Regions from separate parts of the Mus musculus genome. Here regions 2 and 3 are each linked to region 1. A link is a contact called in public HiCAR-type and HiChIP or PLAC-seq data. All regions are on one chromosome and are shown on one strand. Each heading gives the region's core, a stretch centred on a gene start, on an enhancer-like site or on the middle of the called end of the contact. The rest is flanking DNA. Distances are from core to core; before and after follow the strand shown. Region 1 holds the start of 4930583K01Rik (RIKEN cDNA 4930583K01 gene). Region 2 holds the start of Plekha7 (pleckstrin homology domain containing, family A member 7). Region 3 has its middle 50 kb from the start of Gm46018.

Evidence for each region. HiCAR-type assays count read pairs that join an accessible place to other places. HiChIP or PLAC-seq counts read pairs in DNA pulled down with a chosen protein or histone mark.
Region 2: a contact with region 1 is called in an H3K4me3 HiChIP or PLAC-seq map of pro-B cells, with 8 times the contacts expected there. The contact joins the promoter of Plekha7 here to the promoter of 4930583K01Rik in region 1. A contact is called at or near these places in 2 of 39 promoter capture datasets (hippocampal neurons and pre-B cells), 1 of 115 datasets of contacts at active chromatin or transcription factors (pro-B cells) and 1 of 9 other capture datasets (adipose tissue).
Region 3: a HiCAR-type map of astrocytes shows a contact between it and region 1, with 4 times the contacts expected there. The contact joins the enhancer-like site here to the promoter of 4930583K01Rik in region 1. A contact is called at or near these places in 3 of 39 promoter capture datasets (the C10 cell line, hippocampal neurons and pre-B cells) and 2 of 115 datasets of contacts at active chromatin or transcription factors (astrocytes and large pre-B cells).

What each region holds. Positions count from the first base shown.
Region 1 is chr7:118,242,456-118,245,712 of GRCm38.p6, reverse strand. It overlaps 4930583K01Rik (RIKEN cDNA 4930583K01 gene), which reads right to left and starts at 1,806. Exons shown (of 2, transcript NR_027879.1): 1 at 1,748-1,806; 2 at 162-985. Smg1 (SMG1 homolog, phosphatidylinositol 3-kinase-related kinase (C. elegans)) reads left to right here and starts at 2,076. Exons shown (of 63, transcript NM_001031814.1): 1 at 2,076-2,508. The coding sequence starts at 2,423.
Region 2 is chr7:116,306,779-116,310,035 of GRCm38.p6, reverse strand. It overlaps Plekha7 (pleckstrin homology domain containing, family A member 7), which reads left to right and starts at 1,660. Exons shown (of 27, transcript NM_001305185.1): 1 at 1,660-1,785; 2 at 1,888-1,964; 3 at 2,054-2,111. The coding sequence starts at 1,703.
Region 3 is chr7:116,606,726-116,609,982 of GRCm38.p6, reverse strand. No RefSeq gene overlaps it. Among named protein-coding and RNA genes, the nearest start is that of Gm46018, 50 kb to the left of the region's middle. Within about 2 kb of position 1,467, at least 37 of the 459 cell types and tissues checked have an H3K27ac peak or open chromatin away from gene starts, as enhancers often do.

The sequences.
Region 1 (3,257 bases), core at 557-3,056:
CACATGCCTGTAAATCCAGCACCCAAGAGGCAGATGCAGGAGAGTTATGAGTTGGAGCCCAGCTGTGCTTTTTAACTTATGCACCTGGTGGGTCCCTTCCTTGTATCCTTTTTTCAGTGAGAAGTAAATTGGCATTTATGAAGATGCCCAGAGCAATTTCAGTATGGAAGCAATCTTATTGAAGTAACGATCATTATTTTACAGCACTGGCGATTGAACAGGAGGCCTCAAACATGGTAGGTGACCAAACTGCTGCAACACTGAACTACTTTCCAGCTCCATTATTGATTTTTTTTTTTTTACAGTAGGTTGGTGACCAGGCCTGGGTCTGGCCAATTCCTTGTGGGAATTTCTGTCTTGAGTCAAAGATCGTATTTTTCAGAAGACTTTCCCCCCACTTCTTCTGCAATGGTGGGCAATGTGGGTGGCAGAAAGAGAAAAAAAATCATTTGATTGTCTTTTGGAATAGCAGGATCCTCCTTCATTGACGGATTTGTGGGCATACTCAGGATCAGATGGTGGAAAAATGTAAGGGATATACTCATAGGGAGATATCGCCTGATAATTAAGTACTTTAGTGATAGTTTTATTTCTTGGGGGTTGGGTAGGCAGTGTCCCATGTAGGCCAGGTTTGCGGAAGGTGAGCCTGAACAACTTCCGGTTTCCATTTCTTGAATGCTAGGGTTACAGACACATCGTCATGCTGCATTTATGGGGTGCTGGGGATGGAACCCAGTGATTCGTGCTTGCTCCTGCTTTGAGCATTCTACTTTCTGAGCCATGTCCTTGGTAACAATTTTGAATTACTTAAGTGATGTATACATACTTCTCTTGTGAGGCAAAACGATGGATGGCCTAAAAACTTTATGTGGAAAAGGTTTAAATACTTGCTTGATGTGTATCTCGGCTATTTTTAAAGTTGAGCCTGCAGCTAGGGAGATAGCTCAGTCATTAAAGTGCTTGCCCCGCACACACGAGAAACCACCTGAAAAAAAGCCAGAAATGGTGTCACCGTTTGTAAAGCCAGCGTTGAGGAAACAGAAGATTCGTGGGGCTCTCTGGCCAGCTAGTGAGAGAGAGACCTTGCCTCAAAATACATGGTAGCTGGAGGCTTATGAGCAACACTTGAGGTTGTTCTCTGTACTTCACATGTAAACACGCACACAAAGGAGTATATTGCGTTCACATAATGTGCCCAGTGCTTTATCGAATTCTTTCAGGAGAGTGTGGGTAACAGGCCTCTTACTACTAGAAGGAACCAGATTACAGAGCACAGTTCATGGGGCAGGAAGCAGGCGTTGTTTTTCACTTTTGGAAAATATGTACCAGGACTGCATGACATTTCAGGTAGGGGTTGAAAAGGTGTCGCTTTCACTTCCCCTTCCTCGATTTTACTATTCTGACTTTTTCCCTTAAGACGGTGGCAGGCAGGTGGACGCACGTGAGCGCCAAGGGCACATCTGTGTGCGCGCATTAGCGCTCAAGGGCACGCTCCCCCTCCTGTCCTCCATTGGACGCCTGTTCACACCTGACTGCCGGTCCTCCGAGTGTATGGGAGGGCGTGTGTGGACCCGGGGTGGAGATCCCCTCTCCCATGATGCCCCGCGACGAGTCCACATTGCTCTCTACCACCCGCAGACAGAGCTGCTGCTCAGGAGGCCCAGGGAGGTCCGCTCGGGTCCCTGCTCTCCAGTAGTTCTCGCCTTCTCCTCAAAGCCCCACCCCTTTTAGCTACGCGAACGCGGACCTCGCCTTGAAGTCTAGGCTCTCAGAACTCCAGTGCCTCTCGAGCAGGTCCCGCCTTTTGACTTTCGCCCCTCCCCTCTCCAGGTTCAGCAGCCACAGACCACGCCCCAACTAGTCCCGCCCTTCTTCTCCAGGCTTGGGGCGCGCCGGCACCGCCCCTCCTAGGTGACCCTACCCCTGTCATAAGCCCCGCCTCTAGTCCATATTCTGTGACCAATAGCCCCGCCTTTCACCCCGAGCCCCGCCCCTCTCCAGGCTCCTAGGGCGCCGGCACCGCCCCTCGCTCCCAGCATGCCGTGCGGCAGCGGCGGCGCGGCGGGCGGAGCCGGGAGGCGGGGAAGCCGTGGCCGTGTGAGCGTGAGGAGCCGCCGCCACCGCCTCCTCGCTGTCCTCGTCCTCCTGGGCCCCAGCGTCGCGGGCCGCGCGCTGCCCTGGAAGAGACGTCGCCTCGCCTGCCTCCGCCTCCCCCTCGCCGCGCCGCTCCCGCCTCCTGCTCCTGCGTTGCGGGCTCCAGCGGAACCCGGAACGGCCGTCCGCCTCCCCCGCCCTCCGCCGCCCCCTCCGCGGCTTCCTCCTCAGCCCCGGGCCAGATCGCAGTGTCGGCGGCGGCCGGTTCAGGCGGCGACTCGCGCTTCTTCGGGCGGCGGCGCTTGGCCATGTCGTGTCGGGGAAGGTAATGAGCCGCAGAGCCCCGGGGTCTCGGCTGAGCAGCGGCGGCGGCGGCACCAAGTACCCGCGGAGCTGGAATGACTGGCAACCCAGGTGGGTGACCGCGTCGAGCCTCGCCTGGAGCTGGCCGAGGCCTAGGCCCGCGGGACTGGGAGGCGCGGCCTAGGCCCGCGGTCCCTGGAGCCGGGCGCGGCTTCCTGGGTGTCCTCCGGGCCTGGTCCGGCAGGAAAGCTGCGGGCAGCGGAGGCCTCTGTGCCCGGCTGGCCGCCTCAGCCGGATGGCTGGAGCAGTGGCTCTGAGCTTGGGTGGAGGAGGACGTTCCACTGCCGTCTAACTCCAAGTTGAGATTTGAGGTCCAGGAACCCTCCCTGTTACCTATTAACTTCCTCGGCTCCGCGTCCAGTCCTCATGCCAAAGACCACCTTAACTCTGCGTCCTTCTGGACTCCCACGTGTTAATTAATGTATTTTAAAAGCTGAGAACTCTACCGAGGTCTTCCTCTGACTTTAGACAGGATGTTAGTCGACCAAAAGATGAGATTATGGGACTGTGAATGAAATCGACACAATCAGGCACTGGGGCATTTTAAGTTTTCCCCAACTGCAGAAATAGTTTTTCTGGAAACAGTAATTTCCCAGGGCGCTTTGGAGTGAATTTGTATTCTCAGGAGTAGAGAAATTTCGTTTTGCATGAAGGAATTGGAGTCTGGTTGGATTTAAAATATTAAGAGAAAAATACGAAAGAAAAACTATTTCTAGTCAGTTCTTTCTGATTATGGACTGGTTATACTTAATGTAGGTTCCCATTCTTTGCTGAGTAAAGGCTTCAAGTATTCAGAGACT
Region 2 (3,257 bases), core at 411-2,910, 1.9 Mb after region 1:
GAAGAAGGAGAAGGAGAAGGAGAAGGAGAAGGAGAAGGAGAAGGAGAAGGAGAAGGAGAAGGAGAAGGAGAAGGAGAAGGAGAAGGAGAAGGAGAAGGAGAAGGAGAATCATAATGCAGGTAAATATCTGATATACAGAATAGATATCTGACATGCTACCCCAAGGGCTCGCGACCCACAGGTCAAGAAACACCGGGAGAGCTCCGGCTGTGCCCCCTTCAGGGTCCATCCTACTGATCTCTCATTCCAGTGCCCAGTGCAGACAGTTGCACCCTCTTGTGAGACTCCTTAGACCCGCAGCTTTTGTCTCTGCAAGGCTGGCCTGACCCTTGCCCAGCGCCTAGCTTCCGGCTGCTGCTCCGCCCACTTGCAATGTGACAGAGTGTCTGAGTGTTTTGCATTCTTCTGCTCTTCTGCTGCTGAGGAGTTGCAGTTTAAAGGCTGAGGCAGATAGTTCAGGCGCCCAGGTCCTGGAGTTTGGGGCAGACCAAAACCCCTTCTCTTGTCCAACTGACGCAAAAGAGTAAACACACAAACGTCAATTAGGAGCAAATGAGTGAGCTAAGGGTTTCCTTTTACTCTGGGGGGTTCAGGAGCGCTCCCCAAGACCTAAGTAGGTAAAGAGCTCGGCTTGACAGCTCTTCCAAAATGAGAGCAGGGAGATCCAGACCCAGCATTCTCTTTTTTGCCTGTGATCTCTACAGCTTCAGAAGGGGGGGGGGGGGGACGACACGCATTTTTTTTTTTTTAATTTAAAGATTTATTTAATGTATGTGAGTACACTGTTGCTCTCTTCAGACACACCAGGAGAGGGCATCGGATCCCATTACAGATGGTTGTGAGCCACCATGTGGTTGCTGGGATTTGAACCCAGGACCTCTGGAAGAGCAGTCAGTGCTCTTAACTGCTGAGCCATCTCTCCAGCCCCTACCTTTTTGTTTTTTGAGACAGAGTCTCATAGTAACCCGCGCTGCACTGAAACTCTGTCAAGCAGTTCTGTGTCTTCCAACTCTCAGCAATCCTTCTGTTTCAGTTTCCCCAGGCCTGGAATCACAGGCAAGCTTTTCTCCTATTTTACATTAGACTTGGAGGTTGCTCCGGAATCCAGCAGAAACCTGTTCGGTGTTCCTTGTCTAAGAAAGAAGCACACTTCCGGGGTAGGGGGGAGGAGAAGCAGAGGTGTGCAGGTCGCCTGCTTTTCCTGGAGCAAGGGTGTGTGTGTCAAGGGTGGGGGATGGGGGGGGGCTAGACTGTTCCTTCGCCCGCGAGTCTCGGGGACAAAGGCTGCGGGGCCTTGTGCCTTGCTCCGGCCGGCCTTCCACCAGTGAACTTTGGAAGCACCGGCCGTGACCTCGAACTGCGAGTCACCAAGGCTGGGAGCCCACGCTGCACCCACCACAGGGGAACCCAGTAGGGTCGGTCCAAGTCCCTCTTGTCTCAGCCCCTCTCCACTCCTTCCTGCTCTCCCCCTCATTTCTTCCAATGCACCCTTCTCCCTATCCCTCCTCAGATCTTGTCCTCCCCTCCCTATCCCTACCCAACTCCTTGTTCCAACTCCTAGTTACTCCAGCTCCCCGTTTCTCGTCCCTCCCACTCACTCTGTCCAACAACTTGCACCCCTATCTCCTCGCCCCGCCCCTTACCCCGCCCCTTAACCCATCCCCCCCCCTCCCCCGGCCCGGGGCTCAGGCGCTGGGCGAACATGGCGGCTGCGGTCGGGCGGGACACCCTACCTGAGCACTGGTCCTATGGCGTCTGTCGGGACGGCCGCGTCTTCTTCATCAAGTGCGTGAGGGGCGGCGACACCCGGACGGGGTCGTGCGCTGGGGCTGGGGCCGCGGGCGGGCGTGGAGGGCGGCGGCGCTAACAGGTGCACCTCTCCCGTAGTGACCAGCTCCGCTGCACGACCTGGCTGCACCCGCGGACCGGCGAACCGGTCAACTCGGGTCACATGATCCGCTCAGGTGGGCGCTGGGTCGGTGCGGGATGCAGGGTGCGGAGCGGGGTCGCCACGGCTGCGCTAGTTTGACCAACTTTTCTCGCCTTCCCGCAGACTTGCCGCGCGGCTGGGAGGAGGGCTTCACGGAGGAGGGCGCCAGCTTCTTCATCGAGTAAGTGAATCCGCACCGCGGCCGCACCTGCCTTGCTCTCCCGCAGCCTTGGCGGGCTCGGCGCTCGGGGTTTGTTTGCTTGACGGTGGCGGGCTCGGGGGGACGGCTGCGTACGGGGGTTCGCAGCGCCGCAGGGGGCCTGGCCAGGTCCCGCCCGCCGGTGGCCGAGCCTGCAAACTCCAAGGCTCCCCCGGGACACGCCTACCCCGGGGGCCTGCGCTGGGCACAGTGGCGGGTGGCGGGGAGTAGGGCTCGCGTGGGTCGGGAGTGTGGCCTGAGGGCTTGGGCGTGGGGGAGGGGGAAGAGGGGCCCCGACGCTACTCTAGCCGCGCTGGCTGGGCTCGCCGTGGAGAGTTGGAGCGCGACCCGGGCCGCCGCATCCTTGCTTCTCAGGGATGGGATGGGGGTGGGGCTCCCAGGCAGCCAATGATATTCCTGGAACTCTACCCGCGCGTCTTCGGCGGGCGCCGAACGCCGAGGAACGCGGACGATCTGCTCTGCCCGGGCTAGTAGAACGGGAGCTTTGCCGCCTGAGCCTCTGGGCGCTGTCCCAAGTTATTCTTGGTCTGTTGGTCCGCGTGGATCTGATCTCGAAGTTGTAAGGGGACACGAGTGTACAGTCTTCACTTTTCCCAGTCGGGCAAGGTGCCTGTGTTGCAGCGTTCCTCCCTCTGCTTCCTGTGGGTCCTGGGAGTCAGAACTTGCCTTTGATCGTTTGCCCCAGTCAGTCGGTGCCTGGCATAGAGTAGGAGCTCTGTAAATGTTTGTTTATGGAATGAATGAACTAGCCAAAGGTCTGGCGCTCCATGGTTTGACTGGCACTCGGTGTACTGTGCGCGACCGTGACTCAGAATTCATTTCTTCACCAACTTGGAAACAATGTTTAGATCTGGATCAGAATATGTGAAGAAAGTCCCCGAGCCTCCTTTGTCACATGGGACTCTTGTATAGTGGCTGCTGATGGATGTGCTCTATGCAAGGGAGGTGCTCACTATTTCTGTTCGTCAATTTGTAACCCACGGGAGGAAAGGGAACAAAGAGTGAACAAATAATAATAGCAGGTAACGGTGACTGCTGTGCGGAAAATTAACATGAGGGGATGTGACTTGAAGTGATTGGATGGCTGATGGGACTGGTAGGTCCTGA
Region 3 (3,257 bases), core at 218-2,717, 1.6 Mb after region 1:
CTCAAGGACATGTCCTGGAAGAGATGGTCCTAGGCATACCACTCCCTACAGACATTAGCTCCAAGTATCTCCCGCATCAATAATCATAAACACGTTGAAGCTTGTGTGTGTGTTAGCCATGGTCCCTGAATTTACTCAGCTCCTGATAGTTAGACCCAATTGTGGTAGACACATTTAGGGTCAATCCACTTTGTGAACCTCTGGCCTTGAGTAGACGGGACCTGACATTTGCTTTGAAATGGCTAAGGCAATGGCATCCTGTTCTGACTCCATTTTGTGTTTGCTTTGATAATTCTCAGCCCTTTGCCCCACTCCTGCCTCGGTTATATCCGCCTCGGCAGCACATTTGAGATTTCCATGACCTTGACTCCTAGTATTTACAGAAGTATTTACAAAAATAATCACCAAGTTCGGTCTAAAATAACTGCTGCGCTCTGCCAGGAGTGAATGCTGGAGGATTACTCTGACCCTGGTGGAACTTTGATACATCTCTGTGGTTTTGCCTTTTAAAATGCTAAATCCCTGAAGTTGGGCACCAAGACATTTCTCAGAGACCAAGAGGATTGGAGACAAATAGGACGAGGAGACAAAACAGAACCACCAGTGACAAAATCAAACAACTACAACTACCTGGGTCAAACTTTCTTGTCATGCATTTAATCATTTACATTATTTACACAGTTGGCCAAACATTCACTCAGCAATCCCAAAACCAGATCTCTCATAAGAGGTATAACCAGAATACAGGGTAACCCTACTACTGGCATGCTAGTTTAGTGTAGGAGGACTAAATCAGGAAGAGGGCTTCCAAAAGAACTGGGTCTTCTTTGGACCTAAATCCCTGATCTGGAAAAGAAGCCCTTTCTTTGGGGTGTCTCCTTAGCCAGAAGTCTCCCCTTCCATCAACCGGAACTAGAAACCAGAAACAGAATTTAATTCAGTACCCAGAACTTAATTCAGTACTCTTGAGAGTGTTAAGAGGACTCTGTCTTCCTGTTTGGGAAAATATCTCTCCAGACTCACTGCGAGGAGGGCGGCCCTGGAAAATTTGTCAGGGCCGGCCCCCTCACTACCACCCCACCACCACCACCACCACCTCTGCCTGGCCAGGAATACGGCTCCTCACGGAGCCAGGGGAATCTCCCTGATACCTCCAATGTAATTATGTACCTGAGATAATTACTGACAACCACTCTGATTAAGCAAATTAGGAGTTCTGAGTCCTTAATTAATAGTCCTGTCCTCCCCTCTATCCACCCTTCCACCCTGCCTCCTGGCTCTTGCCTCCCCAGAAGAAAAGTGGAGCTAAAGCTGATTCTGCCGGGTTTTCCGCATTGTGCCACTAGGTGGCAGCCCCTACGTGCTTTTTTTTTTTTTTTTTTTTTTTTTTTGATCCTTGGAGAGTCTACGGCTGTTTGTTCTGGATTCTGCCACTAGGTGGCACTCAATCATTCGTCTTTTTGTTTTTTGTTTTTTGGGGTTGGGGTGGGGTGGAGTGGGATGGGGGGCGGGTAGTCTTTCCTCTCCAGGACAGAGGGAAATTCCAGCCATACCAATCCGATCCTGGAGTCAACTGTCCCTACTACACGTGGAGTTTCGATGAGTCCCACCAACAAGGGAGCTGTGGCAGGTGTTTAGTGGGGTCTTCTCTCATTTAACTTGGTCATAATAGAACTTCCTTTAGTCAATTAAGTTGAGGACCATCGACTCGAAATTCTCACCCCTTTGGTGTATGCGCTAAAAAAAAAATTTCTCCCAAGGAGCTGCGGAGGAATATGGGAAAAGAAAGGCTGCGCACTTACTTTGAGATTAACTGCTCCTCTTCTGAAGTGAAATGACCATCTACCAGTTCCCTGGACAACGCTATCGTGAAGGCAGTCTGGCTCAAGGTTTCATCGGCCCCCACGCGTCCTGATCAGGCAGCTTATATTGATCAGTGGGGCTCTAGTTTAAACCCACCTGTTCAGCTTAAACAGTTTGCTTCTAGGGATTATTCTGCTGTTCTGTGTTCAGTTGGAGCCTCCAGCTTGCCCCCTCACCCATCTCCCTATCCCTACCACCACCACCCCCAAGTCAGTAAACTCGATCCCTCCCTCTCTCCAACCCCCACTCCGGAAAGCCTCTGAGCAGAAGAAAGGCACCCAAGCCCAGTTCCTGACAGCTGTCCCAACCCCGCCCCTGAAGTCGCCAGCCACCTAAGCCCCCCTTCCCCCCCCCCAAAAGATGACCACAACAGGGCACAAGCCCAGCGTGTAGCAGACACGTGATTATCCTTCGCCTACAATCCATAAAAAACTTCCCTGTCACAGCCTGCCCAAGACTTTTTCCGGTCTCACCCACTGAGGCTGGCAAACTCGCATGGGAGTCGTTCCCAAATAAACCTGCCCTTTTTTACTTCTAATTCCGCTTGAATTGACTTATTTCCTTAGCTGAGAAAATCTACTAATTTGGTCTCTAAAAAATTCCTTGTCACTTGTCTCCCAACACCTATCCTGACACCTTAAGAAACCAAGGCTTTCCCCCCCCACCCCCCCACCCCCCACTCTCCCAAGCCCACCTCAGGCCATCTTCTCCGTGTCCTCTACCTCTTCCAGATTCACACACACACACACACACACACACACACACACACACACCTCAGGCCCCTCCTTCCCATCCTGTCCCACCCCACTCTATCCACCCCTGCCCCCACCCCTTCACCCACTTCCCCTTCTGGATCTATACACTCTTTTACTTCCCTCCTGGTGGAGACATCCAATTCCCCAACCTCCCCCTCCCACACCACCTTCTCCACCATTGGCTTTCCACTTGAGGTCCCACCATGCCCCAGACTCTACTCAGACCCCAGCTTCTGTTGTTCCATTGGTGGAGATGCTGTGCCCTCCTGGGGCACAGAGTAGCTATTTAGAGGAGGGTCATCGCCCTTTCCCGACCTCTGTTCTTTCCTCTACTTCAAATCTGTATAATTGGAAGACCCAGGACCCCCTCCCACCTTTTCTGGATAAGTCCCAGGCCTAATTGTCCTGCTGGATGCTGTTCTCTGCATCCATCGCCCCATTTGGAACGATTGCCAACAACTCCATCTGACCCTGTTTGCTTCCAAAAGGGGAAACATACTGGGGAAGAGGCAAGAAGGCTTTTTTTTTTTTTTTTTTTTTTTTTTTGGTAGTTGATGTTGAAGAGCTAGTCACTTTTGACACACCTTTCCCATCAAGGCGCCTGGATTGGGACCCTAATGCATATTCACGAACTTGTCT